Linked DNA regions of Mus musculus: all the other regions are linked to region 3. The links are chromatin contacts, called in public Hi-C and HiChIP or PLAC-seq maps. All regions are on one chromosome and are shown on one strand. Each heading gives the region's core, a stretch centred on a gene start, on an enhancer-like site or on the middle of the called end of the contact. The rest is flanking DNA. Distances are from core to core; before and after follow the strand shown. Region 1 overlaps Gm29685 (predicted gene, 29685). Region 2 has its middle 47 kb from the start of Gm29685. Region 3 holds the start of Ppp1r12a (protein phosphatase 1, regulatory subunit 12A).

Region 1 (4,492 bases), core at 852-3,351, 190 kb after region 3:
GTGTGTGTGTGTGTGTGTGTGTGTGTGTGTGTACTTGGTCCTTTAAGGCAGTACCAGGACCGATGGACACTTTGGGGGCAAGACAAGGTGAATGGCTTGTGTCCCTGCATTCTCCATTCTCCACCCCCAGAGTCCTCTCTCTGTGCTCATACTTTATAGCAGAACCTGCTGTCACAGCAGTGACCTTGTTCCCTTGGGGATCAGAAGTGCTGGGTACAGAGAGCTTGTTCCCAATTCCCTCCTCATTTCCTTCTTGGAAGCAGCATAGTTTCTATGGCTGGTTGATTTGGGTGGAGATATGAAATAAAAATGGACACAGAGGCCTGGCTCCTTGCTTTAGTTCAGCTCAGATGTGAGGGGACAGCCCTTCTGGGGACTCTAGGGAACACACTGAGGCCTGTGCTGAGACTTCAATTCCATTCCAACTTTCCTCATATCCCATCCTATTTGCTTCAAGTCCTTGGAAGTGTAACTGATATAAACATCTCCTACCCATCTGTATGAAATTATCGATCTTGGGAGTCCATACAAGACAAATTCTTGACATTAATAAATGGAGTATAGATGTCACATATCCGTGACAACCTCTTTATTCTGAGGCATGATTTTACAGAGGTCTCTTATTCTTCCCTATATGGGAGGATCTGTACAAAAAGGTAAATTCAACCAAGTTGGGCAAAACCAGAAAGACCCATAGAACCAGTTCAAATGACCTTGTTTGGGTTTCTAAATTGGCCAAGTAAACAGAACTATGACCACAACTCTTCACTCTGTATTATGTAGGTGTTCTACAATTATAATATAGTATTTAAGCTAACAGAGCTTGGCTGACATGACAACACAGTACAAATCAGGAAGGGGAACGTCTCTATGGGTTTATGTGTGACTAGCACTCAATCCTTTTATCCTTTAGTAATCTTGTTTTTTTTAGTTGGTTATCTTATTTGTTTACATTTCAAATGTTGTCCCCCTTCCTGCTTTCCCCTCCAAAAATCCCTATGCCATCACTTCTTCTTCCTGTTTCTATGAGGGCTCTACCCCCCCCCCCCCGCCACCAACTCTCACCTCACTGCCCTAGCATTCCCCTACACTGGGGAATCAAGCCTTTACAGGACCTACGGCCTCCCCTCCCATTGATGCCGGACAAGGCCATCCTCTCTCACATATACAGTAGGAGCCATGGGTCTCTCCATGTGTACTTTTTTGGTTGGTGGTTTAGTCCCTGGGAGCTCTGGGAGAAGGGGGGGGGGTGTCTTGTTGGTTGATATTGTTGTTCTTCCCATGGGGTTGCAAACCCCTTCAGCTCCTTCAGTCCTTCCCCTAACTCCTCCACTGGGGTCCCTGTATCTGCATCTGTATTGGTCAGGCTTTGGCAGAGTCTCTCAGGGGACAGCTATACCAGGCTCCTGTCAGCAAGTGCTTCTTGGCATCAGCAACAGTGTCTGGGTTTGGTGTCTGCAGATGGGATGGAGTAATGTTAAATGGGAACAAATTGTGTTGAGTTCTGGTAGCTGAAGGTGTGCCTAAATTACTGAGGGGTAAGAATGCAAACAAAATAAAACAAAACAAAACAAAACAAAACAAAAACCACCCAGAGAGAATACAGAGCAACACTCACGTAAATTGTGAATTTAGTTTCAGAACACTGTTTTGTAAACATGACAGAGGAAAGAATACACTATTGTCATATGATTTGTATAAATAATTAGAGCCCCAGTCCCTCTTAGGCTCAGACCATTTCATTTGAATCCTTTTTTTTTTTTAAGGGGTAGTGGTGGTTAAGTGTTTAAAAGAGCAACAACAAAATCCCAAGAATATTTTGCTGAGTCTGTTCTCTTCCTTTAAATTGTACAGGTAGATTAAACATATACGAGACAACATTTAGATTGAAATATCTGTATACCTCTACCTTCTTAACTCAGTTCTAGGATAACATTCTAATGTATGAGTGAAAGAAGAAATAGATGAGCTGTAACCCCAGCAACAAAGTAGTTTTCAGTGCTTCCATGTTCCCTTTGCATGGCCATCAGCATATACTAGGATGGTTAGTGGAATACAAAAGTGACACAAAGGGCTTTTCATTTCACCCTGCTGTGACAAAAAGAAGATGCCATTCCTAGTCCAAAAGGAAGTTAGGCATGAGATGCAACACAAGGCACAGTGCATTGCTAATGATTATTGCTGAATGGAAGAGAATGACTCTCTTAGCTGGTTTAAAATGTGGCAGCCAAGAAAAACTCCAGATGTGGACTGAAAGGATAATTTCTTTGCAAGTCTTTGCTGATTGTGTTTATAAAAGTAAATGTCAAGGTAAGCTTGGCAGGGAACAAAAGAGATGAGCTCTATTCCTCCAGTCCTGTTCCTCAAATGCAGTCTTTTACCTTTCTGAGCGTGCACAAGTCTGAGGCTGGGTCTCTGCTGGGAAACAGCATGCAAACACTCACAGAACAGCAGGACGGTCATTTTTCATATATGCTTTGTTTTCATTTCTGTGGCTTGGAGGAACCAAGTTTCCAAATGCAGAAACCCATGTAATTGCTCTGCAACTTGAGTCCTCGCTTGCACTCTGGACTTTGTAAAGTGACTATGTTAAAAAAAAATGCTTTTGGAAGAAAGAGTGTGAGCTTTGAATTAAAAATCCCCTTCCCATGTCTTGCTTTTATATCAGACAAAACCAAGTTTGTTTAGAGAATAGAAAGGTGTAAAGAACACGTGTCAGTACCTTGGCTGGTCCTTGCTTTCTGCATATTTTCCTGTGATTGAATCTATGCCATCAAGTACTATGTCATAACACAGGACGCCAAGTGTTCTGAAATGAGTTGAGCCAGTGCCTTCTAGAATACATGGAGTTTAAGAAACGTGTCAACTAATTTGCCCATTAATAAATTGGATTATTTGTCTTTTTGCTCTTCAATTTTTAAATTTCTTTCTATATTTTAGATCCTTATCCTTTATGGGGTGAATATTTGCCATGGATTTTTCTTGTACACTAAAGGGTGTTTCTTCTATTGACTTGTTGTTGTTATGCAGAAGTTTTAAATTGGATACAGATCCCACTCATCAATTCTTGCTATCATCGTCTGACCTACCGGAACCCTATTTAGAAAGTTCTTGCCTATGTCTATATCTTGACATGCTTTCCTCTAGTAATTCAATGCTTCAGGTCTTGCATTAAGGTCTTTATTCTGAGTTCACTTTTGTACAGAGTGAAAGATGAGGATCTAATTTCCTGCTTCTACATGGAGATGCCCAGTTTTTCCAGCACTGTTTGTTGAAAGAATTCCTTCTTCCCATTTGCGTAGATTAGTTGAATGTCTACTTGACACAAGATAGTGTCATTTGAATGCATTCAATTGATTGATTGACCTATAGGCAAGTCTGACATGCATTTTCTTGATTGATGATTGATATGGGAGAGCCTAGCTCACTGCAGAGGTTGCAAATCTTGGACATAAACATACTCGTTTAAGAAAGTAGGCTGAACAAGGCATGAGGAGCAAGCCAGTAAAAGAAATGTTTCTTCATCACCTCTTCAGTTCTGGTCTTTAGATCCCTCCCTTGAGTTTCTTCCTTGACCTCCTCCCTCAATGACAGAATGTAATCCAAGTACGCCTTTGGTTATGGTGTTTAGCATAGCAATTAGAAACCTAACTAGGACACCAATGTATGCTTTGTTGTACTTTTGTCAACAATGAGAACAATTAGCTCAGCAACTTGGAAATCAGTATGGGGGATTTCTCAAAAATTAAAAATCCGCCTGAAATACATGACCCATAAATTGGTGAGCATGCCTTCAGGAGATCAAAGTCAACTTACTACAGAAATAGCTGAATGTACGTTTCTATTGCCTCACAATCTTCAAACTGTGAAATTAGCTTAGATGCCAATCAACAAATTGTACTGGCCAGTGTTTTGTCTACATGGCACAAGCTGGGGTTATCTGAGAAGAGGGAACCAAAACTGAGAAATTGCCTCCCTAAGATTGGTTTGTAGGCAAGTTTGTGGGACTTTTTTTTTTTTTTTTTGATTTAGTGATTGATGGATTGATGACGTACGAGGGTCAGGCCCAATGTAGGCAGAGGTATACTTAGGCTGGGAGTCCTGGGGTGTTTAAGAATGTAGGCTGCACAAGCCATCAGGAGCACGTCAGTAAGCAGCACTTTTCCAGATTTTTCCATAAGTTCCTGTCTCCAGGTTCCTGCCTTGAATTCCTTGCCTGACTTCCCTGGATGATGAATTACAAACTGTAAGATGAAATAGACCCTTTGCTTTTCAAGTTGCTCTTGGTCATAATGTCTTATCATAGCAATAGAAAGGTAGCTAAGACATAGATGGATAATAATGAAAAAATATTTTATATGTAACATATTATTCTTTTATAAAGAAGAATGATGTTTTGTTTGGAGGAAAATGAATAGAATCAAGGACCATCTTACAAAGTCAAGCATTGCACATTTCTCCCAAATTGTGGACTCCAAAGGCAAGGGGAATG
Region 2 (4,575 bases), core at 1,871-4,370, 170 kb after region 3:
CAGGCTATATATGCTCAAGCTATGACCAGTGAGACAATCTCCTCCTTCCTGCAAATCAAGATGTAGAACTCTCAGCTCCTTTTTCATCACCATATCTGTCTAGATGCTGTCATGCTTCCCACCATGATGATAACTGACTGAATCTCTGAAACTGTAAGCTAGTCCCAATTAAATGCTTTCATTATGAGTTGCCTTGGTTATGGAGTCTCTTCACAGCAATGAAATCCTAACCAAGATACCCATACTAATCTTCAAACAGGACAGATTAACACTATTATTTTGCTTCTATGTACCCACATTTGGCAGAGCAGAGATAAAAGACTGGGGTGGTTAATGAGAGCCTTTTAAGTCTCTTGCTACTCCCTAAATTAACCTATGCTATCTTGGATTGTCTTTGTTAAGTGGGAAAAAATGAGTTACCCTCCCCTTATTCTGTATTTTAAACATTACATCTCAGAAGTGCTAAAAATAACATGTAGGTATTAGTCTAAGATTATTTTTTCAAGATTTGGCTCAACACCAAACTAAAACTTCCATGTGCTCCAGTAAACCTAGTGTTTCTCATAAGTTGCTATTTTTGATCCCCGTTGCTATGACAATGGACTTTACATCAGCAGAAAGGGGATGAGGTATTGAGTGATTTATACCCACTGTTTGATATTTTAAGCCACTCACCACTGCTCTTTTCCTTTTCTGTAGAAAGAGTATATGAATATTTTTCTGGTAGAGTTTTAGGATCTTTAGATAAAGGGGTTCAAAAATCCAGCCATCTAAAATCACAACCATTGTCTCTCTTACAAGATGAGTGGCTAGAAGCTGCAGTGGTCCTAGTGAACAAACACAGAAGTCACAGTCACTGGCTTCCTCTATTCAAAATTGTTCAATGAAAATGAAAGATCTGTGAATCATTATTTCTAGAATGCCAAGTTTGGGGGGACATTTAGAATTATTATTAAAATAAACCAGCTCAAGAATGACTAAGAATGACTAATTTCCCTTTGAAGGCTAATTTCTTCCTTGATAAGTCCAAGAGTACAGAATCCTCACTAAATAGGACGGTTTCTTTCCTTCCTATTGTGTTATAGAGGGGGAAGCTAGCAACTGTGTGGCCCATACTCTGTGGTCATTGCTATTGATTATACTTTAAAGGAAATACTTCATTGATCAAAAGTCAGTTTGGAAAGGGTCAGTGGTACCTAAGGCTCTGATTTAGTTCCTTGGACTAATCTCTTCTCATTTCCCCAAGCATAGAGGTCAGGAGTCCCCCTCCATCCACAATTAATATAATGACAGTCTGAACATTTGTCTCAGAGCTCAGGCCTTTGAGATGCCCAGTTGATAGTAAATATTGTAACCTTAAGAGAATATTTATGCTGATCTTATGAACAGTGAACAGAGGGCCACATAAACTAACATAGTTGATGGTAACTTTCTAAAATTCACTGTCTTCCAAACTGCTAGAAAGTGTTTAAATCCACTGGAAATTAGTAACAAGTTTAGTATTTTATGGAAACCAGCCACTTTCTTAGTTCTTTCCAGTTGGGGTCGGGGCATAAGCCATTTTTACAACTCTACGAATTTTTTTTTTCAGAGAATGAATGATCCAGACTGGCTGTAATTATTGTGCTAGAATGAACCAATCTTTTCCTGCTTTGTTTCTCTGCTTCCTCTACTCTCACGTGGTCCCTCCCTGTTTTTCCCATTTCAAACGGAGAAAATGCTAATATAGATTAAAAAAGTAATCCTTCCCTTCTCTCAACCCCATGCCATCTGGGAACCTGCAAGCTGAGTTTCAGCTCTGACCCTACGGACACTGTTGGTTAGCCACCCCCTCTGCTATAGCTACCTACGGACACTGTTGGTTAGCCACCCTCTCTGCTATAGCTACCTACGGACACTGTTGGTTAGCCACCCCCTCTGTTATAGCTACCTACGGACACTGTTGGTTAGCCACCCCCTCTGCTATAGCTACCTACGGACACTGTTGGTTAGCCACCCCCTCTGTTATAGCTACCTACGGACACTGTTGGTTAGCCACCCCCTCTGCTATAGCTACCACCCTTCCTCTAAGAAGCTTCTCTTTACAGCTAATAGAGCTACCATCGAAAACTTCAACTGGACACAATACAGAGATGAGTGGGTGCTGAGGAGCCGAGCCCCAGTGAAGACATCTGCGCTACAGCACCTGTGTCTGTGGAACATCATGGAAGAGGGGGCAAAAGAGATTCTAAGAGCCAGACTATCAGGAACTCTGCTGTGAAACAAGTCTCTTTGAGAGATGGTTGCATGCACAAGACTGAAACAATGGGGCAGTATCAATAGATGTGTTAATATGATAGGAGGGAAATTTCATGGGGTCTCACCTGTATGCAAAGTACTATAGGATACTAGTAGCTGCTGGGAGAGAATTAGCGGTTATCCATACAAAGTCGTCAGCCTTGAAACCATATCCATACGAACAATAGAAACAGACTCATCAAGTTGTATTTATACATTTCTGCCTACATACACAATGTAACAATTCTAATTAAAGAAAAAGAGGCTATCAATTTGAGACCGGAGGCCATGGCAAAGGTTGTAAGGATGGAACCTGGGACAGGCAGGACTTGATAGAGGGAAAGGAAAAGAAAAGTGTTGGAATTTTACTTAATTGAAGTGTATGAAAATTGAACTTCAAAAAAAAAAAAGATCTGGAAAAATAAGAATTCTTTTCAGTCATCAGGCTTCAAGTAATATATATGCATACATGTCTCAGCTTCTCCATATATATTCTTCCATCTAATGCTGGACAGACTTGGTATTCAGGGTTGTTCTCTTTATAAAACAAACTGTATTAGCTCTGAATATTCAATTCCTACTTATCAGAGGACATTAATAATTGTGTGATGAAAATTTGGTAGTTGCAGTGTGCTGGTGAATAAGTGCTCAGTGAAAGGCAAAATGGGGAGCCCCTGGGTTTGAAAGAGTGGGTTTCTTTGGCTACAATCCAAATGTTTGCTTTCAAAGCACTTTAAGAAGTTCCTGCTGAGTCTCTTGCTCTCTCTTTTGGTCAAATACAGCTTGCTCCTCCTAGGGAAGGTTGCTGTTACCAGAAGAGTTTAGATAAAATGTGTGGTACAAGTCAGCACAGGCCGAATGCCTCTGAATGCCTCTGAGTTCTTTTAGTTCTTGTGGTGGCGAGTGGGTGGAATGCATATGCAGGTTTTTTTTTTTTCATATGAGGAATTCTAAGTACTTAGAATATCTGGGTGGAAGAAGACTCAAGGTAGTCACACACCTCCTCATTCTGGAACTCTTCTTTCTCATTACCCCTTCTCAATGTCCTCCCTTCTCAACGTCCTCCCTTCTCATGTGAAGGCTCTTGAATGCTTGCCAGAAATAGAACGCGGAAAGGGGACAGCTTTCCCTCTCTGCTCTCCATCTACGAACATAATTCAATAAATGTAATTATTTTTCTTATGATAGCATGTTTATCTGGAGGCTGTGAGGGGGGATAGTATACTACACATAGTGAAATATGAAGTCCTTGGTTACGTGTTGAATTCATATCATTTATTGTGAAAGCAGTGTCTTAAGTCCTCATGTGAGAGACAGAATGACATCTCATGCAAATGATGCGTTTCTTAAGGAAACAATACTAATGACGAGAAAAGCTTAATATAGGAGCCCCATGCTCGAGTTGCTATAGGCAGAATCCTGTGGTATTGATGTCTTCCTTGTATTAAAACACAAAATCCTTTGAGAAGGGTTCAGTGATTTGTTCCCTTTCGAATTTTAAAAAATTCTGGTGAAAGGACATTTGGTCTCTAAGGATCAAGTCATGTTTTTATTCTGAAATGCAACCTTCTGTTCTCTTACGTAATCAACTTTCCTAAAAAAAGATTTCTAGTATTTTTCTTTCCTCTCTCTTCTTCTTCAGACTTACAAATTCTAGACCTGTGAATCCATTAATTGACAAATCTACAATGTTCCTGAGTAACTTCTCTAGGATAATCAGGCTGCCCAATGTGGCCAGAGAACTCTATTGTACATTCTCTGTGAGGCTGAAGAGTTGACCTATTTCCTGGTATCTCACATTGCTTATTGGCAAATAGAGAATATATAGAACCCATCTCACAGAATAGCTCTGGGACTTTGGGACAACACTAGGGATGTGGGTGTCCCTAGTGCTTACACTTACAACCATCCACTTGCTATGTAGTCTATGCTTGCGTACCATTCAAATGGCCTTACTACTGTTCCGCCCAAGCAGGACTCTTTCACGTGTTCCATATGTGAATGTCATCAGCCAGAAGAAAGGGAATCAGCTTTTATTCCTTCTCATCCATCCACTCTATGCTCAATTTATTATTGACTTACTGATTTATATTTTAAGGGTTCTGAGACCCATCTCATTTGTCTACTTAGAGATTCATTCTCGCTTATTTTGACTACGTGGAGAAATTTCCGGGCGATCCTTTTCTTGAGCCCACCCTTACTTCCTTTCTCCTGACCACAGACATAGTGGTTTGAAAGAAATCTGGTCATACCCACTTCAGCTTTCATTGTTTCTTAGATACTAAAAGCATTTATGAG
Region 3 (4,689 bases), core at 1,307-3,806:
TACCTACATTCACTAAACCACTGAATTCAGTTAATCAAGAAGATATCATTAAGTCTGGCTTCTTTAAATAAGTAAAAACTGTTAAACACAAGCCTTTAAAAGCCAATTTCTTGTCTTTTCAACTATCTAAACTAGTACTGCAACATTAAAAAAAAATGTTAGACATTGTCTTCTTCCTCTAAGCCAGTACAATTCTCCAAAGGGAATAAACTTCACACTTCTACTTAGTTTTAGAAAACATGCTGATATAAACCACTATCCAATTATTCTGACATATAGTTAAGTGTGTCTCAGAACCAATTTCTCATTTAAACTTGCCAAGGACATGTGAAAAAAGAAGATTATTTTTTTAATGTTATATGATAAAAATTTTTAATGCTGAAGGTGATTTCCTTCTCAAAACCATGTTTCCAGATCTAGATTTATAATGTGCCTTAAGCTGTAAGCAAATGAACTTTGCATTACATTAGAGAACCACCCTATATTTTCCTTTGGTGCCATTCTAAATTCCAGATCTGTCCTGCAGATTGTCAGGCACTTCAGCCCTTCCAGTCAGCTTTGTAAACAAAGGCTACGCCAAGCTTGATATGTGAATTTGATTAAATAAAACTTTAAATGGTCATCACTTATTAAAGCAGGAAACAATAAAAGGAAAATGCCTCCATACCATGTCTTTTTAAAAGGTATAAAGTTAACAGGCACAAAATAATAAAGTTTAGGTACAAAGTGCGGAGCCTTAGGTTTCAACCTCTGTTTTTAACCACACTATTATTCAAAATAGAGCTATGCTCTCCCACACAACCAAGAGGAGTCTGAGGGGAGCGGGAAAATTCTTTTTCACTGTAAATTTCCTAGTAATTCCAAGTTTCTTAATATGAAAATAGAAAGAATCTGTCGTGGCATCTATTACCAGCACTTTAAACTTGCTTTTCAAGCAGAACTCTAAGGGTTCTGTTGCTTTTGGCTTGTTAAAGGCAAAGCAACATTATCTCTGGATTGCCAATAGTTTCTCCTTATTTGGCTAACATTGAGAGATCCCAATCGGACTACTATAAAACTTTAACATGCACAAAGCATCCATTTTGAGAAAAGGTTGTGATTAGCTTTGGTTTTTTTTTTTTCTCTCCCCCTCCCCACCACCACCACCAAAAAATAAAAAAATAATAATAATAAAGTTTGGCAACTGTCTTTGAGGAGTACACAGTGTTTATTCCCATCTTCCCTAGCCCCGGTGTGCACTCCAGGAGCCAGGACTCAGGGATCTGTGACTGCGACCAACTTCGAGTACAGGAACCCATAGACTCCAGTTACGAGGTGGGCAAGCCCACTCGGGAAGACTTCCCTTATCAGATTCACTACCAATCCCCTCTCTTTCAGCCACTCCGGATTAGCTAATTACACCCCGTTTCCCCCTCCCCAGTGACCAAGAGTAATAAAGGAGAAAACAGGAAATCGTTCGCTCGGGGCACCCGGCTTTAAGGGTTCGGGCTTTAAGGGTTCGGGATCACTAATATCATCATCCTCATTTGTAATCAAGTCCTAAAAATGTACACCAACACCAATGCCCACCTCCAGGCCAGTGGGCTCCATCTGCCCCAAGAGTCCCTGTTAGTGGATTTTTTTTTTTCAACAACCCTCCCCGCCCCACGGTCTATCACTGACACCGGGCCTCGGCACAACCCATTACTCTCCGGCTCGGCTTGACCCAGACTACCAGACCCAGACACATGTCCACAAATGGCCCTGGAGGCCCCCAAGAGGACCACAGTCCATTCTGCCCCGCGCCCAGGAACATCGGCCGGGTCCCCCCCCAAACTGCACAGGCTGCGGGCGAGCGGCTCTGGAGGGGGGCCCGGAGCCCCGCGCCCCAGCCAGCCTCCCGCGACGGAGCCGCCCCCTCACCCGCAAGCAGGGAGTCTCCCGCCACCCCCCGGCCTCAGCCCCGGCCCCGGGCGCGAGCACCACAGCGGGCCCCGGGGTTCCGGGGTCCGGATGAGGGGACGCCGGGCACACAGACCTGGTGCAGGGCGGTGAGTCCGTCCACATTGGCGTAATTGATGTCGGCGCCGCGGTGCAGCAGCTTGAGGACCTCGTCCGTGTCGCCGCTGGAGCAGGCGGCGAGGAAGACGGCGCCATCGTCGAACTTCACCTTGGTCTTCTGGCGCTTCACCACGGGCGGCTCGAGGTCCGTCTCGGAGCCGATCCAGCGCTTCAGCTGCTCGTTCCGCTTCTGCTTCGCGTCCGCCATCTTCATCCCCTCTCCAGCCGCCGGCTCCTCTTATCGCGAGCTGGGGCGGGGGGGAAGGGGGCGGCGGCGGCGAGGGGACGCCGCCGGGGGGAGTATGCGACCGCGTCGGCGACAGAAAGAGAGAGAGAGAGAGAGAGAGGGGCCGGAGCGGAGCGGAGCCGCGAGCCGGGGAGGAGACGCTCGAGACTTCCAGTATCCCACAGAGCACTGGGGCGAGCCCGGCCGAGCGGGCCTCTCTTCCTACCACAGACGCCCTCCCGCCCCCGGCACGGCCGCCCGCCCGTCAGTCCGTCAGCCGCGGCCCGGCTGAGCGTAACTTCGCGAGATCGCGGCCGGGGAGGCGCCCTGCGGCCCAGTGCGCATGCGCGCTCCCGCCTCGGCCTGGGCCTCGGCTTCGGCCCGGCCCAGGAAGAGCTCGGGGGCCGAGCGCTGGCGGGGGCGCTACCGGAGGGAAGCGGGTGTGGCTCTGGCAGCCGGGGGCTGGGCCGCTCCTGGAAGGGAGGAGGCCGGGAAGGAAGGTTGTCTCGTCCGGCGGGACCGAGAGCTCTAGAGGCAGCCGGGTCGGGCGGCGAGGCGGGACCGGGCTGACCTGCCTGCCTCCTCCCGGGCTCGGCGGGCCGCGCGAGGCGTCTGCCCGGGGCGGAGGGTTTTCCTATTGGCTGCGTGATTTGAATGGAGAGGACACGGGTCGTGCATTAGGTGCTTGTGGGGGTTGCTCTTCCCGAGGAACTCGGGGGGAAACCCGGGCGATCCTGATGAGAGCGTTTTAAAAGTGGGGTCGGAGTCGTCTCCACGGCCCCGGTGGCATTGACCGAGGTGATCGCCTACTGGCAGGGGATGGTGACCTGCGGTTAATTGCAGTGGCTTCCTGCAAACACCCACTGCAGAAATGTCTTTCCTCTTAGGCTTGCTCAGTATTGTTGTTTTGTTTTTCCCCCGTCTTTAAGCCTGTTTTGATTTCTTCTTCCTCCATCGCTTTTCGGCCTGGGTGGCACTGCCCATGAGGGCTAGTTCAGCCTTGTTAACTGCTCCTGACCTTTTAAGGGATTTACGGTTTCAGCTCCATTGCTTTCTATGGAGTAAAGACCCGGCTGCGTCTAGAATTCAAAAGGAATGTGGACGAAGGCAGTTACTTCGACTGATATTTATCCAGTACATGTCTAAAAAGTCGTGACTTCCTAGGCTCTGAAAATACAGTAAATACGATTTATTTGAGCCCATTTCTTAAATTCTTGTGTTGCAAAGAACATCATAAGGAGATTTTAGCTTTGCCTTTTCTAAACACTCTCCCGTCCCATACACTTTAGATCTATAATGTCATAAAACCCTACCACTGGTCCTTTTTGGGAATCCTGTAGACTGTGAACCCCCCCACCCCCAAAGAAAATAGTTGCCTTGCCCCTAACCGCCTCCCAGTGCTGGGAATACAGCAGTGAAAAGTTATTTTCTTACTCTTCAGCATGTTGCCTTTCTGGTAGATTAGAATAACTGAGTAAAATATGCTGGGGGAACCACCTTATAGAACTGAATATTCTGAATTTCAATGTTAGGAATAGTAATAAAATCCAAGCTAAGATAAAACTACTTCCTTGAAACACAAAACGAGTGTGCCACACATGAAATACATCTATATCTTCATAAAATGTATTGAGGATCATACCACTAGACCTCTGCACAACAATGAGAACAGTGGTGTTTGGTACTGAATCATCATCATCATCTTCTTCTTCTTCTTCTTCTTCTTCTTCTTCTTCTTCTTCTTCTTCTTCTTCTTCTTCTTCCTCCTCCTCCTCCTCCTCCTCCTCCTCCTCCTCCTCCTCCTCCTCCTCCTCCTCCTCCTCCTCCTCCTCCTCCTCTTCTTCTTCTCTCTCTCTCTCTCTCTCTCTCTCTCTCTCTCTCTCTCTCTCTTTCTCTCTCTCTCTCTCTTTCTTTTCCAGATACGGTTTCTCCATGTAGATCTGGCTGTCCTGGAACCCACTTTGTAGACTTCAAACTCAGAAATTGGCCTGCCTCTGCCTCCCAAGTGCTGGGATTAAATCTGTGTGCTACCACCATGGAGCAGGGTCATGAATTTTCTTAACGTGAAACTATAAAATCCCTATGCACAGAATATGGCCCTCCCAATCAAAGAAAAGAATTGAGTATACTCTTACCAGCTCTCCTATCTACCTAGAGAAAACTGACTTTTCCTTGTTTTCTGAGAACATTCTGTCTATTTATTTGCTATTAAAAGTGCTCTTGAAATACACATTCATTGGAATTTCACATTTTCATTTGGGCAAGAGGACTGCAGTGGGAGATATGCCATTTCTAACTCAAGCACTTCTTTCAGGACATAAAAATAATACAAAAACAAGACAATAGTTCATTAACAAAACATAGTTAATTCCAATTCCCAAAAGCTATCAATTAAAAACAAAATAGAAACCTCAAACCTTGGG

What was found. A called contact is a pair of places that touch in the nucleus more often than the background predicts. HiChIP or PLAC-seq counts read pairs in DNA pulled down with a chosen protein or histone mark.
Region 1: a contact with region 3 is called in an H3K4me3 HiChIP or PLAC-seq map of neural progenitor cells, with 18 read pairs. The contact joins the enhancer-like site here to the promoter of Ppp1r12a in region 3. A contact is called at or near these places in 5 of 39 promoter capture datasets (the C10 cell line, the HPC-7 cell line, hematopoietic stem and progenitor cells and 1 more), 2 of 15 datasets of contacts at CTCF or cohesin (CD8 T cells and the NIH/3T3 cell line), 3 of 484 Hi-C or Micro-C datasets (the N1E-115 cell line, embryonic fibroblasts and nephron progenitors), 12 of 115 datasets of contacts at active chromatin or transcription factors (SST interneurons, bone marrow-derived dendritic cells, bone marrow-derived macrophages and 8 more) and 2 of 9 other capture datasets (adipose tissue and pancreatic islet).
Region 2: a Hi-C map of cortical neurons shows a contact between it and region 3, with 3 times the contacts expected there. The contact joins the enhancer-like site here to the promoter of Ppp1r12a in region 3. A contact is called at or near these places in 4 of 39 promoter capture datasets (the C10 cell line, the HPC-7 cell line and hematopoietic stem and progenitor cells), 2 of 15 datasets of contacts at CTCF or cohesin (CD8 T cells and the NIH/3T3 cell line), 5 of 484 Hi-C or Micro-C datasets (cerebral cortex, cortical neurons, embryonic fibroblasts and 1 more), 6 of 115 datasets of contacts at active chromatin or transcription factors (bone marrow-derived dendritic cells, embryonic fibroblasts, embryonic stem cells and 3 more) and 1 of 9 other capture datasets (adipose tissue).

Annotation. Positions count from the first base shown.
Region 1 is chr10:107,969,545-107,974,036 of GRCm38.p6, reverse strand. The region is part of intron 5 of Gm29685 (predicted gene, 29685); the gene reads right to left. Among named protein-coding and RNA genes, the nearest start is that of Gm29685, 25 kb to the right of the region's middle. Within about 2 kb of position 2,101, at least 10 of the 459 cell types and tissues checked have an H3K27ac peak or open chromatin away from gene starts, as enhancers often do. A contact at or near this core is called in neural progenitor cells and neural tube, where this site is marked.
Region 2 is chr10:107,991,391-107,995,965 of GRCm38.p6, reverse strand. No RefSeq gene overlaps it. Among named protein-coding and RNA genes, the nearest start is that of Gm29685, 47 kb to the right of the region's middle. Within about 2 kb of position 3,120, at least 14 of the 459 cell types and tissues checked have an H3K27ac peak or open chromatin away from gene starts, as enhancers often do. A contact at or near this core is called in adipose tissue and cortical neurons, where this site is marked.
Region 3 is chr10:108,159,965-108,164,653 of GRCm38.p6, reverse strand. It overlaps Ppp1r12a (protein phosphatase 1, regulatory subunit 12A), which reads right to left and starts at 2,556. Exons shown (of 25, transcript NM_001368736.1): 1 at 2,018-2,556. The coding sequence starts at 2,254. Gm40754 (a long non-coding RNA gene) reads left to right here and starts at 4,217. Exons shown (of 4, transcript XR_872014.2): 1 at 4,217-4,689.